Linked DNA regions of Hordeum vulgare: region 1 is linked to region 2. The links are chromatin contacts, called in public Hi-C maps. All regions are on one chromosome and are shown on one strand. Each heading gives the region's core, a stretch centred on a gene start, on an enhancer-like site or on the middle of the called end of the contact. The rest is flanking DNA. Distances are from core to core; before and after follow the strand shown. Region 1 holds the start of LOC123429817 (ethylene-responsive transcription factor ERN1). Region 2 holds the start of LOC123429816 (beta-hexosaminidase 2-like).

Region 1 (6,747 bases), core at 4,202-6,701, 360 kb before region 2:
AGTAAAAAGTGTAAGGCTGAAAATATGGTGTGGAGTAGACCCTGGGGGCCATAGTGTTCACTAGAGGCTTCTCTCAAAATAGCAAGTATTACGGTGGGTGAACAAATTACTGTCGAGCAATTGATAGAACCGCGCATAGTCATGACGATATCTAAGGCAATGATCATACATATAGGCATCACGTCCGAGACAAGTAGACCGATACTTTCCGCATATACTTCTATTACTCCACACATCGACCGCTATCCAGCATGCATCTAGTGTATTGAGTTCATGACGAACAGAGTAACGCCTTAAGAAAGATGACATGATGTAGAGAGATAATCTCAAATCAATGATGAAAAACCCATCTTTTTACCCTTGATGGCAACAACACGATGTGTGCCTCGCTACCCCTTCTGTCACTTGGTGAGGTCACCGCACGGTATGAACCCAAAACCAAGCACTTCTCCCATTGCAAGAATCATAGATCTAGTTGGCCAGACAAAACCCACAACTCGAAGAGAATTACAAGGATATGAAATCATGCATACGAGAGATCAGAAGAAACTCAAATAAGATTCATAGATAATCTGATCATAAATCCACAATTCATCGGATCTCGACAAACACACCACAAAAGAAGATTACATCGGATAGATCTCCATGAAGATCATGGAGAACTTTGTATTGAAGATCCAAGAGAGAGAAGAAGCCATCTAGTTACTAGCTATGGATCTGTAGGTCTATGGTGAACTACTCACGCATCATCGGAGAGGTCATGGTGTTGATGAAGAAGCCCTCCGTATCCGAATCCCCCCTCCGACAGGGCACCAGAACGTGCCCCAGATGGGATCCTGCGGAGACCGAAGCTTGCGGCGGCGGAAAAGTACTTTCGATGATCTCCTGATTTTTTTGGGATTTTTAGGGAATATATAGGCGCAAAACCTAGGGCAAAGGTGCCTCAGGGAGCCCACCAGCCAGGGGCCGCGGCCTCCCCCCTGGCCGCTCCATGAGGCTTGTGGGGTCCCTGGGGATCCCCTGCCCTGATTCTCCGGCTCTCCGGTCTTTTTCTGTTCCGGAAAAAAATCTTTTTGGCAGTTTCATTCCGTTTGGACTCCGTTCAAAATCCTCCTCTAAAAGGGGTAAAAAACATGGAAAAACAGGAACTGACACTTGGCACTGAGTTAATAAGTTAGTCCCAAAAAATATATAAAAGGCATACAAAACATCCAAAGTTTGACAAGATAATAGCATGAAACCATAAAAAATTATAAATACGTTGGAGACGTATCAGCGGCGTCTGTGGATGCCTTCTCACCTCCTTGGAGGCACCGTTGAGGAGTTCCCTTCCTGCACACCCTCGGATCCAGTTCTTCGGATGAAAACCTTAGGCCCAGTTGGGTTGGACGACGGCGTCGGGATCGTCGCTTCCTCCTTGGGTGCGTCGTCTTGAAGAGCTTTCGATCTCGTTTGCATGCTTCATGGGCTGGACGCTCGTGGCATTGCGGTCGGTTGGGCCCGTCCAACAATGTGGATGATCTGCGCGGATTCTTCTGTGGCAACGATGGACGCTTCAAGAGGAGTAGGAATTGCTGCTGAGTTCTGGTAGTCGGTCTCATTCGGCATGTTCGAGGGGTCGTCGTGCTTCTCTTGTCTTCTGAAGTCGAAGCTGTTTGAGGAGGAGCTTTGTGGTGACGATGATGTGAGACGGATGGTCGGTTTTGACGCTGGCTCGGCGCAGATTCATCACTACTTATCCTACAATGCTCGTCGACGGATCAAAGCTGCATGGTCGCTCGCGCTTGTGGTGGACTGTTTGGCGTTGTCCGACGCAGGCCTCTGCGCTCGTCTGCGGTAGAGGCTACATCGATGGTCGTCGATTGTGAAGTCGGAGTCGCCCTTGCGGAGGTGTGATGACGATGACGCCGGATTGCAACCTCGACGGAGCTCATCCCCCTGACGGCGTGTGTGCGTTCTTGCGTAGCTTGCCAGGTCGCCCTATGTGCCTGTTTTGGCGGACGCGTTATAACGGTTTTAGCCCGGTTTTTCGTTTATTAACCGGGCAACTCCCTTCGACCTTTTTTTATTGGATCGGGCCCTAAGGGACTGCGTTTAAAAAAAAGGTCTCATCCGCCGAGCGCGGTCATCCCCAAATCACTAAATGTTGTACATTTTTTGTATTCTCGTGCAAAAAAAATTAATACACGTTGAACATTTTTTAAATACTCGTTGCACATTTTATCAAATGCTTTTTAAAGATTTTTTTTATTAATACATATTAGACATTTTTGATACATATCGAACATTTTTTTGAATGGTATGAAACATTTTGTATGTTACATGGATATTGTTTTACATCATACTAACATGTTTTCAAATATCACAGACATATTTTGAAACTTGTGATCATTTTTTAGTTGTCACTTTAGTGGTACGAATCATTTTTTTAAATCTATACTAAAAAATTTAGTGTTACGAAGCATTTTTTAGAATTTACACTAACAGTTTTTTCAAAACGCGTGAGCATGTTTTATGTTACGAGCACTTTGTTGGATGGTACGGTGATTTTGTTTTTAAATGCAAACATTTTTAATTGTGAAATTGTTTTATAAAATTTCACAAACATTGTTTTAAACGGGTGAACATTTAAAATTGGATGACCAAAGTTTTACACCGCGTTATTATTTTCGAAATGAAAAGTCAAATACATTAATTTTCTGAGGTATATGTATTTTTCATATTTTGAAATATGACCAAAACTTAAAAAAGGAAAATAACGTGTGTTGTGTCTGCCGAGGCTGGTTCATTTTAGGAGTGCCACGCCCTCCGAATCCATCCTAAAATTGCTCCCCGTGTTGGCCGAAGTCATGAGCTAGTGAGCGATTCACCGGTAACTGGTGCTATGGGCGATACATATTATCCCAGATCACTTATTGGGCCGTAAAAAGGGAGGGAAACTTGCTGGGAATCCAGCCATTTCCTGCGCCAATTTTTATACACAAGACCCAAAATTAGCTGACACCGCAGCACCAGCTTGCGGTAGTTAGAGAGCAGCTGTTCCTTTGTCACGTTGCCCTCTGACTTGTCAAGCGAATAAAGCACTGCCCATCTATCTCGACCTCCCAACGCCATCGCTTCCAACTCAGAACATGATCAAGCTTATAATTCTACAGATTACGTACTTACAAGTTAGCTGAGCACACAGCACCACTCTCTCACTCAACCGCAGCTGCTGCCCTCGTTCCGGAGTGCACTGAACTTGCCCCGGAGTTGAGTGTGGCTTGTTCCATTATCTAAGGAAGAATTGCTAGTGAATTGTTGCCGCAACGGACTACGCTGCCACCTACCGAACTTAAATTACTTTCTTCTTGTCCTGATATGTGTGTTTGTTTGTGTCAGTAGCAGCAATGCTGAGAGTGGAAACTGACAGTATTTTTGCTGTTGTGGAGCTCAACGCCCTCCAGCTGTTACTGAACCAGTGACTCCGATAAGTTGGGTTTTGGACGGGCGTGCTCGTTTTCCCTTCCATACTAATGCTAGTGGCTCTGTGGATGTGACAGACCATTGGAGGTTGGGGGGTTCAGCCAGTGGTTAACATCGTTAGCCAACCATATGGAACCAAGAACCAATGAACAGGCGATTGCTTGTTAATTTTCTATTCAAAACCTTTACAATTTCAACTAACTGATTGATGAATGGCAAATGCAGGAAGGAAATCTTGCGGTATTTCAGCTCGCCTCATTTGATCAGACACCGACAACACGAGGATTCGTCATCCATTGCAGCAACGAGCCATTGCTCGAGGTTTCCGGCAAGCAACACAGCCATCTGATGGACAACCACATTGACACTAGCAGAAAACTGTAGCAAAACATGCCGTTCTCTCATCTATGGCTGAACAAATCTCGAGAACTGAAACTACACCATGGCTGAACAAATCTCGAGAACTGAAACTACACCATGGCTGAACAAATCTCGAGAACTGAAACTACACCATGGCTGAACTAGCTACGTCATGAAATTCAGAGTGGTCTGCTAAACCACACGACAAATTTGGAGCATTTTGCACACAAAAATGCATCGAATGGAGAACATATTTGAAATCTAGAACACTACCCCCTTCCTCTTTACACTGCACTGCCTGGCGACACCAAAAACCAAGTTGACATGCATACACACATACATCCGGGGCCATTTCCCCCAACACCCAGGAGGCAAAAGAGCAAGAACGACGACGGGGTGAAGAGCGAAGAAGCCAGGCTACTGGCAGAGCGGCGAGAGATCCCACAGCGGGTCGCCGGCGGACGCCTCGAACACCTTGTCGAAGTACTCCTGCAGGCCGTTCATGGCGTACAGGGACGCCGAGATCCGCCGCTCAACCTTCATCCGCTCGAACTCCACCATCCCGGACGCGCTGGTCTCCTCCGGAGACGCGGCTGGTAGCGTGCAGGCATCGACGGCGGCGAACCCGTCCAGCGCCGGGAACTGGCCGAACGACGACTCGAACATCCAAGACTCCAGCTCCTCGGCACCGGCGACGGGGGCAAAGTCCGGCCTGTACACCTCCCCGCCGCCTTGCTTCATGGCGCCGTCGCAGCTGACCGCGCTGCTGCTGCTACTGCTGCTGGCGCCCCCACAAGCGCCACCATCCATGCTATTGCTGTTGCTGTTGCTATTGCTATTGCTGTTGCTGTTGCTTGGGGCGTATGTGGCGGGAGCGGCCGGCGTGGAGGAGGGGCCGGGGATGTTGGCGGAGGCGGCGGGCAGCCTGGCCTTCTTGAGCTTCTTGTGGTGGAGGAGGCCCCGGATGCGGACGGCGAGCGGGCAGTCCGGGGAGATGCGCGGGGCGAAGTTGGTGCGCGCCTCGGCGCCGCGGAGGAGGCGGGCGGCCTCGTCGTAGGCGCGCGCGGCGGCGTCGGCGGTCTCGAAGGTGCCGAGCCACATGCGGATCTTCTGCGTGGTGTCCTTGATCTCGGCCACCCAGCGGCCCGACGGGCGCTGCCGGACGCCGACGAACTTGCTGTGGCTGGTGCTGCCCTTCTTCCGGCCCCGCGGCTTGGTGGGCTTGGCCTGCACGGCGGCGGCCTCCTGCTGCTGATGCTGGTAGTAGTAACAGTAGTCCTGCAGCTGGAGCACCGCCGGCTGCACCTGGAAGTGGAGCTCCATGTCTCTGGCTTAAGTGGAAGTTGGAGGAGGTGTGAGAGGAGGACAGGAGACAGGTGTCTGTCTGCAGAGTGTTTGCCCTGGTTGCTTGGCAAATGGGAGGATTTATAGGGGCTTTGGGAACGGTTTGAAATTTTCAGATAGGAGTAGGAGGAATGTATGGGCAGTGATCCTGCCCTCTCGTGTGGGGTTACTTTCAGGGCTGGTCAGTCAATCATGGTCAAAGTGGAGTTATTGATCGTGGCATATGTATGTTATTATGTTACTCTACTCTGCCTTGGGATGTCATGTTTGTTTGTCTCTTCGGTTTGGTTTGTTCCATATATTGTCAGCAAGGAAAGTAGCAAATGCAGTGGTTTCTCTTTCTGTATTTTACTTCAGTTTAGCTGCACGTCACTCGCATGGATTCAAATTTGGATCAGTTGTATTTTATTTTATTTTTGCGGGAAGGATCAATCTTTTTTTAGGGGGAATGTCGCGTGGAGCGCCGAGGCTATAGACGACGGCGCCAGTTCGAGCAAAGCGAGGACCGGAGACGCCGGCAAGGCCTTGGACAGGAACGAGCCTCAGCCGGCAATGAGACGGCGGAGGTGAGTCCGAAGATTGACGGGTGCGGGCTCATCCAAAAGAACTTGTGGTCGCCAATTTAAAGGGATGGCCAAGACCACATGTGCACGACGGTAGGCGGCGATGAATGTGAAGGCCGTTGCAGCGAGGATGGCGCATCATCGGCCGCGGGCGACGGAGGCATGCGATTGGGCCGGTGGTACATGGGAAGGTTTCGGGGATGAACAAGAGGGCGGGAAGCTTAAGAAATCGATCTGGCCATTCATCTTGCATCCGACGGCTCATAACAAATCGACTGACTCAATGTTTTTTTTTCAAGCGACTTAGACTTAGGTTCTGTTTGGAACAATAATAGATTATGATAGTCTGGATTACGAAGATAGATTATATAATCTGGTTTATAAAAATAATTTAGGTGGACATGCTTGGAGGCTAAATTATATAAACTGTAATCCAGATTTTACATTGCTTAATGACCTGTCTGATCTTTGTTTTTTTCTAAAGAGGAGGGTGGCGGTGGTAGAAATGTAATTATCTTCAACTTTACAATAGTAATGGATCATTAGCAATCCATAATCTAATTTTAGCTGGGATAAAATAGATTATGAGTTTTTAATAATCTGTTCATCTAGTTTTTTATAATCTATATTATGATTTGTCCTGTTTGAAGACATAATAGATTATACAAATTGAATTATATAATCTGAATGGTTTCAAACAAGACCTTAGCCACGTCCATTTTAGTCACGTCCTCTTGTTGTGGAATCACTAGGTTGAGAGATTGGTGGCCGCGGTGTATGACCACACCTTTCAAGACAAAGTTAGTGCACCACCACTATAAACGACCTCTTGTATTTTCTGTGAATTTTGGTTCTTAAAATACTTGTTCGGTTAATGGTACGTGTACTTGCCCTTTATATTTAAATAATTGACCCCAATACTCAAATTAGTTTAATACTAATTGTACCACAGCGAGTAATTTCATTTCACTTGGAGTTTAGACAGTACTCCCTCCATAAAGAAAGAAATACCCTC
Region 2 (6,527 bases), core at 848-3,347:
AAAGAACAAATCGACAAAAAATGGCACTGCCGGTAGTATTCTCCGCACAATCACACAACAAAAAGGAAAGGAAACACGTTTGATATGATATGAAAAGGTGGGTAATGCTGAGAGTTGGCACACGCAACGGCCGCGTACACGCGCGCCGCTTCTTGTCGGGTCCTTACCGAACCAGGTCGCACATTCCCGGGCGGGTCCGGCACCAGAGCGGCTGGATGGGCTCGGCGCGGATCCCTCTGCCCACCATGCGGTGCCGCCAGTCGTTGAGCCTGTCCGTGGCCTCCGCGTACCGCTTCCTGCCGGACGCGTCGCGGTTGCCTGACCACAGCGCCTCCCCCATGGCCGACGCCCGCGGCCAGATCCTTGCGTCCAGGACCGTCGAGTCGGCCTGCTCCGTCCACAGCGCCACCTCGCCGCCGATGACCAGCTTGCCCTCCTCCGCCGTCAGCCCGTACGCGATGTCGTAGTCGTACACCCGCTGCCACGTCTTGAACGGCCCGCACCAGGAGCCCCCCTTGGTGTCGAAGTCGCTCCTGGGGTCGTCGTACTCGCTGTTGTTCCCCACGAAGTCGCCGTGGCCGCAGTCGAGGTAGTAGAAGGAGGCCGAGGAGACGATGGCGCGGTACCCGGCCTGCACGATCAGCTTGGTGTTGTTGGCCCCGTTGTTCCAGGTCTGCAGGACGGTCGTCGCCGGCGGGATCGCCGACGCGCTCACGTTCACCTCCACGTCCAGCAGCACGTCCTCCCAGAACACCACCGTCCGGTTCTTGGACACCACGTGCGGGTGCACCGCGCGGACGTACCGCTCCAGGAGCTGGCTCAGGGTGCCGCCCTTCTCCATGTCCGCCTGGATCGACGGGTCCGTCTTCCAGCATCCCGGCGTGACCTCGTCGGCGCCGGCGTGGTAGAAGCCGTCCGGGAACATGGAGGTGATGTCGTTGATGATGTTGGACATGACCTCGTACGTCTTGGGCTCCAGCGGGTTCAGCTGGCCGGACCCCGGCTCCGCCGCCAGCCTGCTGCCCCAGTCGCTCGCGTCCGGCAGCCAGAACTTGCCCGCGCACGACACCGCCTCTGGGTAAGCGCCGGCCCACGACGCCGTGTGGCCTGAAATGACCACAAGAGATTAGATTAGCCCCTTCATCAACTGGGCCGTATTACCTTAGAAACTGGGCCGTGTCAGCACAATATTGCTTAAAGGGCCGAATAGCGTGCTTATAAATTACCCGGTGCGTCTATCTCCGGCACGACGCGGACGCCGCGGCTCATGGCGAACTCGACGATGCGCTTGACGTCCTCGACGGTGTACCTCATGTCCTCACCGTACGCTCCCATCTCCGCGAGCATTGGCTCGGACGGCAGCTCGATGGGGAACGACTGCGAGTCCGTGATGTGCCAGTGGAACACGTTCATCTTGTTGGCCGCCATGGTGTCGATCGTCCGCAGGATGTCCACGACGGGGAAGTAGGTCCTCCCGGTGTCGAGCATCAGGCCACGGTGCTGGTACAAAGGCTTGTCCTCCACGCGCACGCCGGCGGCCACCAGCAGCTCCCCTTGCCGGCCCCTCCACGCGAGCTGCGAGAACGACTCCAGCCCGTGCATGGCGCCCCACACCGTGGCCGCCGTGACGGTGGCCACGCCCGTGGGGAGGATCTCCAGCGCGTAGGACTCGTCCACGCCGTCCTGGAGCGGGGCGGACAGGTCGGACACGGACACGGACAGGCTCTGGAGCGGGGGGCCCCCGGCGGTGACATTGACCGCCGGCCGGACGATGGGCCTGTACCTCTCGGCGAAGAGCAGCGCGGTGTAGCGCTGCGCGGCGGAGACGAGGTATGGGTTGTTCCCGGACGTCCCGAGGATGCGGAACGACGCGGACACCGGCATGGCGGCGAGGGGCTCCGCCCAGGACATGGACGTCGGCTTGGGCCAGACATTGACGGGGAACGACGACGATGCCTGGGCGCGGGACGGCAGCGGCGAGCTCAGCAAGGACAGGAGCAGGACGGCGGCGAGAAGGCCCTTCTTCGCCGCCATTTGTGGTTTGGCTCGAGCTGCTCTGTGCCGCTGCAGCGTATGATTGGCAGATGGCTTGATGGATGGGTGTATGCATCTATGTGTCATTCGATTTATATAAGGCATAGCTTAGCTATGTGATTAACGGCATCGCTCGGCGTGTTGTTGTCATCTACGCGCGCTTATCGCAAGGCTCCAAGTGGCTTTTTCAGGGCGCCTTGGCTCTACCGTTCGTCCATTTCTGAAAACTACGGTTTCGTGGCGTTTTATCTCATACTGTATCTACGATGCCGGCGTTCTGGTTTATGTATGCCGGGCAGCCTGCGATAAGTACACGTTTTCTATTGGGTTCCTTTGGCCCAAAAGATGTAGTGGAACGGCTGTAACGGCAGTAATAGTTTATTACTGTTGTACTCCTACAAGGCGGACGTAATCAGACAGTGTACGGCCTGCTGATTGTATTGTAAGATCCTAGGTAAACACGGTAACACGTCGGTTTATTTTAATGGTGTCGCTGGTGCAGTAGCGCTCGAGCGCATTACGCATGAGCCATATGGTGGCAGACGAACCAGGGTTGGCTTTTTTTAGCGGAAGTACTTCACGGACGATGTTTTCTTTATATAAAAGGGCTCCTTCCTGTTCTACTTTTTATTAACTAGTTCAAATGCCCGTGCGTTGTACCGGGCAAGAAAAAAATATAATCTGCTTGTTGTGTTATTATGCGGCGTTAATTAAAATAAATATGTATAATAATGTTAAATGTTTAGGTACTACTTACATAAAAACTGGATGAATTTTTTTATAATAGTTAAATTTCTAATTTGTTGTAAAAGACAAATTGTTATTTTTTTAAAAGGATCTTTTTATTCTGTGATAATAATTTTTTTGATTGGAAATGACATTTGTGTCTACAACATAATTTCCATAAATACTTTTTGAATAATAGTTTTTTATTGTTTTTTGCGAAACTTGCTTCATGTGTTATTGTGCATCATTTTTTATATGGATTTTTAATAATTGTTGATGATAAGATTAAATGTTAATTTTTTAAAAAAAAATTGATGTATGCATAAAAATTGTAATATTTTTTAAGAAGTATTGTTTTTATGAATTTTCAAATTTTGTTTGAAAAGGAATATTTTTAAAATAAATATTTTTTTGAACATTTTATGAATTTTGGGCTTGGCCCAAACGACTTGCACTACAATAACAATTGACGCTATTAAAAAAAGGCATTCTCGTTTGGTAATTTTATGCTGAGTTTCTGCATGTTTTGGATAAGGTGAAAACCTCTGATATTATGCTAGGATGGTTCAGAGGGGGTTTGTCAGATGAGAGCATGCACAACTGGAGACGAACTCTTAAAATGCTTGAATTTCTTGATATGATGGGTTCCAACAACAAGCCTATGTTGGTAAGGCTGAACAAAGAACATCCAAGATTTGTGTTTGGAAAATCTGGTACGAAGTTGTATCTTCTTGTCAGTATGTTGTGTAAATTTGGCATTCAGATAGATAGCTTGCTACAACTGTTTGGCCAGTGCCCATGGGTTCTAAACATGAAGTTTCCGCAGAAATCAGTGATTTTTTTTTACTCGGATAGAAATGGAGGCATTCGACATTGCTCGGGTTGTCTCCTCATGCCCTGAAATTCTTGGTGCTGGTTCTTGTCAGAGTGCTGCTACTGTGTTGTCTACCATGAACCTGTCTGCTGAGAAGTTATGCCCTCCTCCTTCGATGAGCACCCGCACGGAGCAGGGTCAGGACCTAATGGTGCCGGCTGAGGCGCGAGAAGGTGTGCAGGAAGGCCGCGGCCGCCGCCTCGTCCTCGCCTCAAGAGAGCATGTCGATCGTCGCCCCGCCCCGGGCAGGACGGGGAAGATGCGGTCAGCCAGCCAAGGCCAGCACGGAGGCCGACAAGGCGCGCATGAAGGCCGCGATTATCAGATTAGAACAACACCGCGCAACTAATAATCCATGCATGCCAAATTGATTTGAAGAACAGGACAGACCAACCTCCACGGAAAAGGGACCAAGCTATAGTGTGATATCTTTCCGCTGGTGCTCCTTGGTTGGTAGTGATGGTCCTCCCCAAGTCCTCACTCACTTGCAAGCTGCTGCAAAATGACACATTTGTAGGTTGTTTCTATTTGCTACAACAGTTCCTATTGCCTAATGAAAGCTACAAGGAGGGCATTGTCCACTCAAGACAATCATATTCCAGGTCAAATTGAAACATTAATGCTTCTGAACCTTATATGAAATTAGTATTTTTCACATAGAAAGAGGTCTGATACGAACATAAGTATTTTTCACATAGAAAGAGGTTTGATATGAACATACCTAGTTTTCAGTGGAACATATCTCGTATTGCCACATAAAAAGGATGAAAATAACTAAACATGGCAACTGTCATGACTTCTAAATTGCTACAACTTCCTTTTGTTGGTGTATTGGGTATGAGTAAGAAGTTAAGTCTGAGAAGACATCAGAAAATGAGAGGAAGAAATAGAGTAATAGTATTAAAATTGCACGCACCCCTTATAAAAGTAAAACTTACACTTTCTCTTGCCTTGGCACATCAGAATGCATCACATAACCAATTAATGCCAGATTATTTCTTAATCGGTTGAAACATTCCTTTGTAGGCCTAATCACCTGTCTAACTAATGGCAAATTAGCATTATCCAACCAGGAGGTTGTTTGAATGAACTGTCATATACATTCTTCACATGATGGTTGCGTCAGAGCAGTGTGTAGTTTGAGGACAGGGGAGAGCATCATCAATCTCGTGGCCGCCATGTTCGCGTGCTCTTGGTGGGGGAGGGGGGCATGGTTGATGAATCAGCTATATAATTTCTCCAATCACATACATATAGCAAAGCTTTCACAACTATGAGAACTTGGAGCATACTCTAAAACATGACGAAGTACCATGTTATTCAGAAGAAGTAATGATAATACCTAACGCTGAAAGGCTGTGCAGGAAGAGATCCTACAAGTTCGCTGGATCAGGTTCCAGAATCACTTGTTGTTTGTCAAAAGAGCATGGCCAGGAACCAGTGATCGGTTCGAGCCTGAGCAAGCAAAAATAAAAATGTGTGGTGGAACAAGATGATGTTATGAAGTAACCTGGAACTGGGTGTGGCACCGGAGTCTGTTGGGGTTGTCGTCGTACCGACTGTCGTCGGGCCTCAAGCTCGGCTCCACATAGCTTCATTCAATTCAACAGAGAGCGTCATGTTAGCATGTCAGAAATGGGGGCAAACGCATTGTCTCAATTACAAGCATCAAGTACGTACTATTCAGTAACTCGTTGTTCTGAATTGTACTGCATTTGCAAATGTGCATTGGTTGAACTTGGATGGATAATATGCAGGGTACTCACGTGACGTTCCACGGCTCGGGTCCCATCACCCGGAGGAAGGTGAGGGGGTTCATCGTCCCGCCGCCGACCTGGGCGATGGATTGATTGGGAAAATCAAGAACCATCATCGTATCTATGAGCCATTGATGCTGCCTGTGAAAGAAAGTACCCGAGCTTCAGACCCTCATGCTTCTGCATACGACTATATGCCTCAATTGCCTCGTTGGCAAGTCCATTCCGCGCGGAGCGCACATGCGTGGAGCTTCGCCTCGGAGGCGTGCGCCGACGCCGCATGGATGAGCGGCGGGAAGGTGAAGGCGTCGGGGCGGAAGGGGTGGACGCGGCGCACGATGTGGCGGAGGAGCGGGATGTCGAGGCGCGGGAGGGCGGCACGGGCGATGGCGGCGATGAGGGTGTTGGCAAGGAGGAGCGGCGGCACATGGAGCTGCGGGTCGAGGTTGTGGAGCTGGCTAGAGGTCACCAGCACCGCCTTGACGCCACGCGGCAACGCCGACGCTGGCTTTGGTGTTCGTGTTCCGGGGACAGGCGCGCGCGGCGGATGTCTTTCTCTCCCCTCTGTGATGTCCAGCAGCCGTAGCCCCCCGCCTCTCCGCTTCCGCTGCGCCGCCGCCTCTGTCTCCCTCAACGCGTCAACCACCGCTTGATTTGCACGGGTGGGGAAGGCGCACGGCGAAGGGGCGTTGGCGGCGCCGCGATGGGTGCCGGCTGCAGCGGGCGGGGGCGGTGCGCAACAACACGGGGCATGGGCCGGCTGCGGCAGGGCCCGGCGGGGGACGGCTGCGGCGGCGCGTGGCGAGGGATGGGACTGCGGCGGGGGCGGTGGTGGAGATGCGCCAGAGGTTGAGATGCAAGGCAAGGTCAATTGACTTATGAGAGGACCGCGGATTGAATACCAAGAAACATAGGGACTTTTTTGCAAAATAGCCAAGGACGTACGACACAAGCACTACGTGCTTTATTATTAGGGAGATGAAGCAAAGAAGAGACAAGGTTCAACAAACATCTCTACATCGGCGGCATCTAACAAACTATCCTTCCGTCCCATAATATAAAAACGTTTTTAGTTACTAGCAAAAGAGCCCGTGCGTTGCAACGGAAGAGAAAATAACACACGCTCTGAACGCAAT

Evidence for each region. Hi-C and Micro-C count contacts between places; a contact is called where the count stands out from the background.
Region 1: a Hi-C map of leaf shows a contact between it and region 2, with 5 times the contacts expected there. The contact joins the promoter of LOC123429817 here to the promoter of LOC123429816 in region 2. A contact is called at or near these places in 2 of 6 Hi-C or Micro-C datasets (leaf and seedling).

What each region holds. Positions count from the first base shown.
Region 1 is chr2H:146,337,358-146,344,104 of MorexV3_pseudomolecules_assembly, reverse strand. LOC123429817 (ethylene-responsive transcription factor ERN1) reads right to left here and starts at 5,451. Exons shown (of 1, transcript XM_045113802.1): 1 at 3,845-5,451. The coding sequence starts at 5,148. The coding sequence ends at 4,243.
Region 2 is chr2H:145,976,287-145,982,813 of MorexV3_pseudomolecules_assembly, reverse strand. LOC123429816 (beta-hexosaminidase 2-like) reads right to left here and starts at 2,097. Exons shown (of 2, transcript XM_045113801.1): 1 at 1,227-2,097; 2 at 1-1,107. The coding sequence starts at 2,034. The coding sequence ends at 164.